2 separate regions of the Sus scrofa genome follow, and region 1 is linked to region 2. A link is a contact called in public HiChIP or PLAC-seq data. All regions are on one chromosome and are shown on one strand. Each heading gives the region's core, a stretch centred on a gene start, on an enhancer-like site or on the middle of the called end of the contact. The rest is flanking DNA. Distances are from core to core; before and after follow the strand shown.

Region 1 (4,009 bases), core at 334-2,833, 95 kb before region 2:
CAGAGGGGCAGCCTGCCCTGGGGGTCACCCAGACCTTAGCAGGCTGAGCTGACCCTTTGGCCTGGGCCTGGCCTGCTGGGTAGGGTGGTACCTCCTGGGTGGTCGGCCCCAAAGCTCAGTGCTTGCCTCTTGCATCCCCGCCCTGTGCCTGCTCCTCTGCCTCCTGGACACACAGAGTTCTGGTTCTGCTTGGCTGCCCAGGGTCCCAGCCTTGATCTTAACCTTCCAAGTCTCGGTTTTAGCTGATGCCCCTGGGAGCAAGTCCTGGGGCTCTGGGACTGTTTGGAGCTGGCTGGGGTGTGGTGGGGAGAAGCATGACCCAGAGGCAGCCCAGATGCAGGAAAGCCCCTCTGCGGCCCTTGCCAGCCTCTACCCAGAGGCTCCCTCCCACATGCCCTCCAACTCGATGTGGATCCTGTTTCATTCTCTCGCTGGCACATTTTTCTGGGGCCCAGGAAGGCTGGGGACATAGTCATAGCCCCCATCACCAGAGACTCCTGAAACTCCGAGGTAACTGGTCTAGTCCCCGCCTCTGATTAGGTTAGATCCCAATTTACGGTCAGGGCACCTAGGCTCAGAGAGGGCAAGCAACCGCCCCGAGATCACACAGTAAAGGAAACGTCAGCTGTTCCCCAGCCACCTACCTGAACTCTCCTTTTTCCGTCTGGTTGACTTCTTCTCCGTCTCATTGGCACTGCTCCCAAGGACCTCGTAGTCCTCGCCCGGGCCACCCGTGGTGTCCACCAGGCCTGGGCTGCGGGCCCCCATCTCCTTGGAGCCCCCCGCCGGGCCTGGGTTGAGCCTCCGCCGGGCCTCCGAGACAGGGAAGGGCCAGTCAGGGGGTTGTGGGAAGGCGGGGTGCTGCTCAGTGAAGAGGCGCTCCTCCTGGGGCAGGCTGTGCGGGGTGGCCGCCAGGCAGGAGGCCGAGAAGTCAGGGTACGCTGTCGTCGCTGTCGCTGTGAAGTCTGGTTTCTGGTGGAAGGAGAACGGGGTCGGCGGGTAGTGGGGGAGCCCTGAGGCCCCGCTGCCTTCTGAGTGGGGGTTTCGAAGGCAGCCCCAGACCGGGGCTGGGGGGTGGGGGCCCCTCATGCAGCTGCTGGCCACTGGATCCATCTGTCGTCTGCCCCACGTCTCAGTCCTTTCAAAGGCTGGATTGGTATACTTTATACTCAATTTGTTAAAAATGCAAAAAAAAAAAAAAATTTTTTTTTTTTTTTTTTTTTAAACAGAAGAGAAAAATGTTCAACAGAAAAATTCCACCCAGGACCCCAAACAAACACCAAAACTAAAGTCGCTCCTTACGGTCCGCACACAGGTGGCTGGCTCCACACACGTGTGTACACACCTCTATCAGACTTCACTCCTGGCTTCCTGGCCCCCCCGACGCACCAGCTTGCCTATTGGGGTCCCCTGTACGTGTATGTGTCGCTGATGACACTCAACATTTTCACTGTCCCAGCCCAGACGCACCAGCTAAAGAGCGCTTGTCCTGGAGCCTGCAGCAAACGCCTGCAGAGAGCTGGTCCAGGGCTGCTGAGACACACTTTTAAATCCTGCGGTGGGGAGAGAGTGACAAATTTCTGAAGTGAAATGTGAGAGAGGAGAGGGAGGGGTTAACCAGCACACACACCATCCCCTCCAACCAAAACCCGAGCAGGCAACTATTAATCATCAGAAACCTTATATGCACATCTAATGGGATTTGCAGATGGAGTCTTTTAAAGAAACATTGTCTGTATTTTTTTTTTTTTTTTTAAGGAGAGAGAGCAGCACACACACAATTTCTTTAATGTGCCTCCTATAACACTATGAAGTTATTTTATTGCACTGTTAACAAAATTCCCCAAGTCTCGGATTTGGAAAAAGCCTTAAGTCAGATCCAGCATCCATCAAGTGCCAAATTCCAGGGAGTGAAGCTGGGAATAAGTGCAAGAGACAAGTTTGCTGATTGCATTTGATTTAAAGGCCCTTCTACTGCTGCTTGGCAAAAGGAAGGTGGATTAAAAGAAAGCTTTTTTTGCAAGTCTCAGCGGCCCACTACCGTCTATAGTAGAAAGACACACTCTAGAAGAAAAAAAAAAAAAAGGGTTTCTCTCGGCCCAAAGTGACATTCTCACTTTCCCAGTAACTTAAAAAAACAATCAGATTCTTCCTTCCGCTCTTTAACCCCCAACTTACATGCCAATTCGCCACACTCATCTCTAGAGGGGTTTCAAGTCATTTTTCTCCATGGCAAGGGAAAGACTGTCAGATAAGTTCCTTGAAGTTCCTCCAGGCCTCCCCCACCTGCTCTCTGGCCTCCTAACCTTCACCCACCTGCTTCCCCTAACCCCCAGAGGCCAGGGTTTCCATGGAACCTGGGCATGGAAATAGCAATCAGGGCGATTCTCATTCCCAAAGGAGTTCTCTTCGGCACACAGTTGCATGGTCTTCCAGGCTGGTGCCCGTCCCTGGAGGCCCCAAGGCCATTTCAACCGTCCAATTAGTCCACTCAATCCCCAGGCCCTGCTGGTCTCTCTGGAGGGTTAATATAATTTCCTGGAGGGGGAGTTCCCATCGTGGCTCAGTGGTTAATGATTTCAACTATGAGCCATGAGGTTGAGGGTTCAATCCCTGGCCTCGCTCAGTGGGTCAAGGATCTGGCGTTGCCGTGAACTGCGGTGTAGGTTGAAGATGCAGCTTGGATCTAGCGTTGCTGTGGCTCTGGCGTAGGCCGGCAGCTACAGCTCCGATTCGACCCCTAGCCTGGGAACCCACATACGACATGGGCGTAGCCCTAGAAAAAGACAAAAAAAAAAAAAAATTCTTGGAGGATGACATTCCAAGCACATGGGGTCAGAGCTCTTCTCTTACTGACTATTCCACAGCCCAGAGCTGCAGGACTGGGGCCGAAATGGGCATGGACCAGAAGAGTGCTATCCCTCTTGGCTGGTTCCAGAGATCCACAGGGTTCCCCAAGGAGGAGTCATGGGTCTCAGCACTGCAGCCTGGAGGCTGCACGAACGCTCTTCATGACCTCGGCATCCTGTCTTCCAGAACAGGCAGCCAGGGTGTTGCCAGCTAGTAGAGGAGATGTGGTCATAGCCACAAACCAGACTCACCTCCCCGCTTCGTCCAGGATTTACCTGTCGCACAATTTCTCCTCTGACCTTCGCAACTCTCCTATTTTCGGGAAAGTAAGAATTAGGCTTGGGAGTTCCCGTTGTGGCTCAGTGGTTAACGAATCCAACTGGGAACCATGAGGTTGCCGGTTTGATCCCTGGCCTTGCTCAGTGGGTTAAGGATTTGGCGTTGCCGTGAGCTGTGGTGTAGGTTTCAGACGTGGCTCGGATCCTGCATTGCTGTGGCTCTGATGTAGGCCAGTGGCTACAGCTCTGATTGGACCCTTGACCTGGGAACCTCTATATGACACGGGTGTGGCCCTAGAAAAGGCAAAAGACAAAAAAAAAAAAAAAAGAATTAGGCTCTACATTTTATAAATGAAGAAACTGAGGCTCAGATAGATGAGGTGAGCTGCTCAGAATCAAACTGATAAAAAATGGCAGAACCGGGAATTGTCCCCAGGGGTGTGGCTGTCCAGTCTGGAGCAGTTTGATGCAGAAGAAGGAGCACGGACTTTGGGGTTTAGACGGGTCTGAGTTCAATTCCAGGGTCTGCCACTTCCCTGGGCAAGTCCCCTCACCTCTCTGAGCCTCCGTTTGCTCCCCTGGCAGGGAAGTTATAGCTGCCATTCATCCACTGACCCTACTGCCTCACACGTGTCCTTCAATAGATGCCACAAAAGCCTTCTGAGGCATTTCTCACCTTCAGCATCTTTCAGAAGAGGATTCAGAAGCCCAGAGAGATGGTGTAACCTGCACAAGGTCACACAGCTGGGAAGTGGAGGAGGCTCCAGGATTCAAACCCAGGCAGCCTGGCCCCACGGCATTGGAATGCCTGCTGCCACAGACACTGGAGAATTTTTTTTTCTTTTTACATCTGCACCTGTGACATATGGAAGTTCCCAGGC
Region 2 (3,892 bases), core at 903-3,402:
CCTGTCACAGCAGCCCGGTGAGGAAGGAAGGACAGAGCTTAAACTCTGGCCTGATGGGACAGCGGAAGGATATGTGTGTGTGTGTGCTGACACCGGCTGCTGTGCGGCAGGGCTGGGAGGAGCCCTCCTTCCTCCTGACACCAGCCCTGCTCCATCTTCTCCCTCACTCTGCCTCTCGTGCCCACATCAACTGCAAATCCCGAGAGCCAGAAAACGTGGCTCATCCAGGCTCATCTCCGCCCTGTGAGCTTTGATCAGGAGCCCTGCTTTTAAGGCACTCCCAACCCTGGGGTGCAGGGGTGATACTGGTACTCAGTCAATCCTTCTTGCTAAGCACCCCACACAAGGGTGGGTCAGATGTCAAGGTCAGATTTACTCAAGGGCAAAGGATGTGTTTTCTCCAGTGGCCATCAGCACCTGTCACCTGTGACTACCACCAGATAGTCACAACCTTGGTTTTCGATTGGGAAGTGGTGACAGCTGAAGGGGCCAAGATGCCTAAGAGAACAGGGATTCCCAGCGTGCCAAGGCCACTTGCTGCTTGAGTGGCTGGAGAGCGGCTTCTCCTCAGAACTTTGCAGGGTGCCTTTGGCTATCACAACCCTGCACTACACTATAAAGCAGTGGCTCCTTCAAAAAAACACTAATATATTGTGATAGAACATCAAGGAAGACAGTGTGAGAAAAAGAGTGTATACCTATCTATGTATGACTGGGTCACGTTGCTGTACAGCAGAAATGGACAGAACAATGTAAATCAACCATAATAAAAAAAATTTTTTAAACACTAAAACAACTTTGAAGAGTCCCTACCATGCAGCTCCCTTCTCTTACACTAAGCCAACAGCAACATTCAACAGCTTTATCATTAACACTAGTAACTCTACTGTGAATGAGCCTTGTTCAATGCCCAACACACAGGGAGGCTCAATATGGTAAATGATTAAATGGATAACACCGGCCTCGTGAAGCTGGAAACTGCCTTCCAGACCCCCTAGCTCCACGATGACCCCCATTTGTACGGCAGTCCTTGGAACTGGATTCTCAGAGTCTCAGGAAAATCCAACCCGTGCCCTCCCACGGCTGTACAGGCATGGTAATCTATTTTTGCCTTTTGGCTGGTATTTCAGCACCTCTCAGAACGGGCAACACTGGTTCCCTCCTGCCGCTCAGAAATTCTTACTGGTAGTTTGACTATGAGAAAATGAAAAAATCAATTTGGTAAGAACTCCTAAGGGATAAATAATAAATGCACTTCCTGATGGGGAGAAGGTCCGCAGCCTTTTCTAAGTGATGGTTCAGGTCCTTAGGGGGTTTATCATTGGATTGTTCTAGAACTTCAGGTACATCACACCCTATTTGGAAAGCTGGGGGAGAAGCGAGAAAACCAAGGCCCGGGTCCCTGGATCCCGAGTTTGGGATCTTTCAATTCCCGGCCCTGGGCCTGCCCGGCCAGGAAAGTTCCACGCCCGAAGTGTGACGTCAGCCCGTTGCCAAGGGAGCAAAGGCAGACATTCCGCGGTGACCTCACTGCAGAACCAGGCAGCTGTCACATGACACGCGGGGCCGGAGACCGGCCGGGTGACAGAGGGCCACCTGTTAAATGAAACTGGTAGCCCCGACCCCGCCCAGGGCCGTGCCCCTGGAGAGTGGGCTTCGGACTGGACATCGGGCTGGCCGAGCACCCCCGACCCCGGGCATCACGCGAAGGGAAGGACCGCGCTGGGCCGGGGCGGGGTCCGGCCCCTCGGCCCCAAGCGAGGCGGTGGGCGGCGACTTCAGCCCCCGCCCAGCCCCCGCCGCGGCTTCCGGAGGAGGGACCCCGCCCCGGCTCCCCCCACCCACGCCCGCCGACGCCCCCACCCCAGCCCTCTGGTGGGCGGGGCGCCCCGGGGAGGGGCTGGCGGGGCTGCGACCCGGGAGCGGCGACTCACGCGTTGCCCACGTAGATCCTGGGGGTGACCTCGTTGCAGGGCTGGCTTGGGAGGCTGTAACAGCCGCTGCCGTCCGAGAGCAGGTCGTTGAGATCCTGCACCGAGAGCTCCACCGGGCCCGACATGGCGGCGGCCGGGCCCTGCACGCCGGGGCAACCGCGAGCGAGGGGAGAGCGGCCGGGTCAGCTGGGCGGGGGCTCCGGAGCCGGGACCCGCCCCGTCCCGCCCCGGAGGCGGGCCCGCCGGGCGCGGAAAGCGGCGGAGCGCGGGCGGCCAGGCGCGTTCCGCTTCTGGGAGGTACGCGCGCCGCCAGGCGCCGGGCGGACGCGGGGGAAGACTCCGAGGCCTGCGTCCGCGGGCGGAGATGCTGCGGCTCTGGAGCTCCGGCCGGGGTTCGGGGAGGGGCGATGGTCTTCGTCCCACCTCCACCCCCCGCTAAGGCGCGGCAGTCCGGTACCGCCACTGGACGAAATGCGGGGCGCAATAAAAGTTCCTCTGGACCGCGGCACACCAAGTGTCCCTCGGTTTTTCAGGAATTCAGGGACACACGGGTTCCGTTTGGGAGCTCGGACTGCCGGCTGCAGACCAGCAGCTCTGGTATTACCCGGGAGCTGGCCAGGAAAGCAGAATCTGCACCCCAGCTCAGACCTGCTGAAGGAGAATAAGCATTTTACAAGCCTCCCTGGAAATCTCTGCGAAGGTTAACGTTTGAGAAGCCCAACTCTGGGGCACATTTCTTCCAACCTTCAATGAGAGTCGGCATCGTACTTAAAGCTTGGGCTCTGCAAGCAAGCATAGGTAGCCCTGGGGAATGATGTAACTTTTTTTTTTTGCTGAAAAAATGGGGTTTAGCCCCTAACTCCTAGGGTTGTTTGAAAGATTAAATGTAGCATTCCAGGAAACCCCCGGGCTCCACATAGTGAGCACTGGGGAGGTGTTCTCCCTGTTTTTATCAGCAATTGCATAGGACACTTACTAGGTGCTACGCCCAGTGCCGGTGTGGAGATGCATCCCGCTCCTTTGCAGCCCTTCCTGGAGCAGCTGCCAGCCCACTATGAGCCACACGATGTCAGCAACTCATCATTTACGAGATCCCACTACCAGCAAAAGCGACAGGTCTCTGACCTCCCCCAATGGCAGCTCACCCGAAGCCCAACGTCTCCAAAAAACATCCGTGGTCCTGAGAATTCAGGAAACCCACATCCTGAACTTGTTCTTCCACTAACTTGTTCTAGAGCAGCTTGGCTGTTGCTCTGGACTTTCGCCTCATCTGCAAAAGTGAAGACATGGAATCAAATCATCAAGTTCATCTTTCACCTCTGCAAACAGCTGTGGGCTCATACCTTCAGGGAAACCATTGCCGGGGAGATTACTTGGCTTAGAGTCCAAGCGTAACCAGGGCTAGATTTCTCCATCCCCCCACCCCCACCCCAGTGCCTTTCTGGCCTTCCCAGACACCATACCTCTTCCTGCTGCTATTGGTGGCACTGCATACCAGGCAAGTGGGAAACTTTCTAATGTCAGCCCTCATCTTGACTTGAACCTACATTAGCTTTCAAAAGAGAAGTCCAGGGACAGCCTGGCATGCTCCACTGCTCCTCCTTCTTCCCTGGAACCTGTCCCTGATGTCATAACTGAGTAACTATGACAACCGGTCATGGGGACAGCTAAGTACCTCACAGAGGAGCGTGGGTGCCTTATTTCTGAAGTGAGACTAGGAAGAGAAGATGAACAGTTCCCTGGATTATCTGGCCTACCCTGTAATCGTCTCTAATCATAGACAGACCACATCATTCAGGAAGAAACTGGACTTTGGCCACTATGTATTCCATAAGAATAGAATACAAATAGGTACGTGGGGCAATTTGAACTGGACACTGCAATTAGGGTTCTGGAAGGGCCCACTTTAGAGGTATTGCGGGTAAACCAGACCAGTTCATGGCTTTGCAATGATATGG

What was found. HiChIP or PLAC-seq counts read pairs in DNA pulled down with a chosen protein or histone mark.
Region 1: a contact with region 2 is called in an H3K27ac HiChIP or PLAC-seq map of skeletal muscle. The contact joins the promoter of MEOX1 here to the promoter of DUSP3 in region 2. A contact is called at or near these places in 1 of 47 Hi-C or Micro-C datasets (epiblast stem cells) and 1 of 2 datasets of contacts at active chromatin or transcription factors (skeletal muscle).

What each region holds. Positions count from the first base shown.
Region 1 is chr12:19,428,971-19,432,979 of Sscrofa11.1, reverse strand. MEOX1 (homeobox protein MOX-1) reads right to left here and starts at 1,583. Exons shown (of 2, transcript XM_005668770.3): 1 at 645-1,583. The coding sequence starts at 1,113.
Region 2 is chr12:19,334,568-19,338,459 of Sscrofa11.1, reverse strand. DUSP3 (dual specificity protein phosphatase 3) reads right to left here and starts at 2,152. Exons shown (of 3, transcript XM_003131360.6): 1 at 1,935-2,152. The coding sequence starts at 2,059. C12H17orf105 reads left to right here and starts at 2,239. Exons shown (of 6, transcript XM_003131374.6): 1 at 2,239-3,785. The coding sequence starts at 3,662.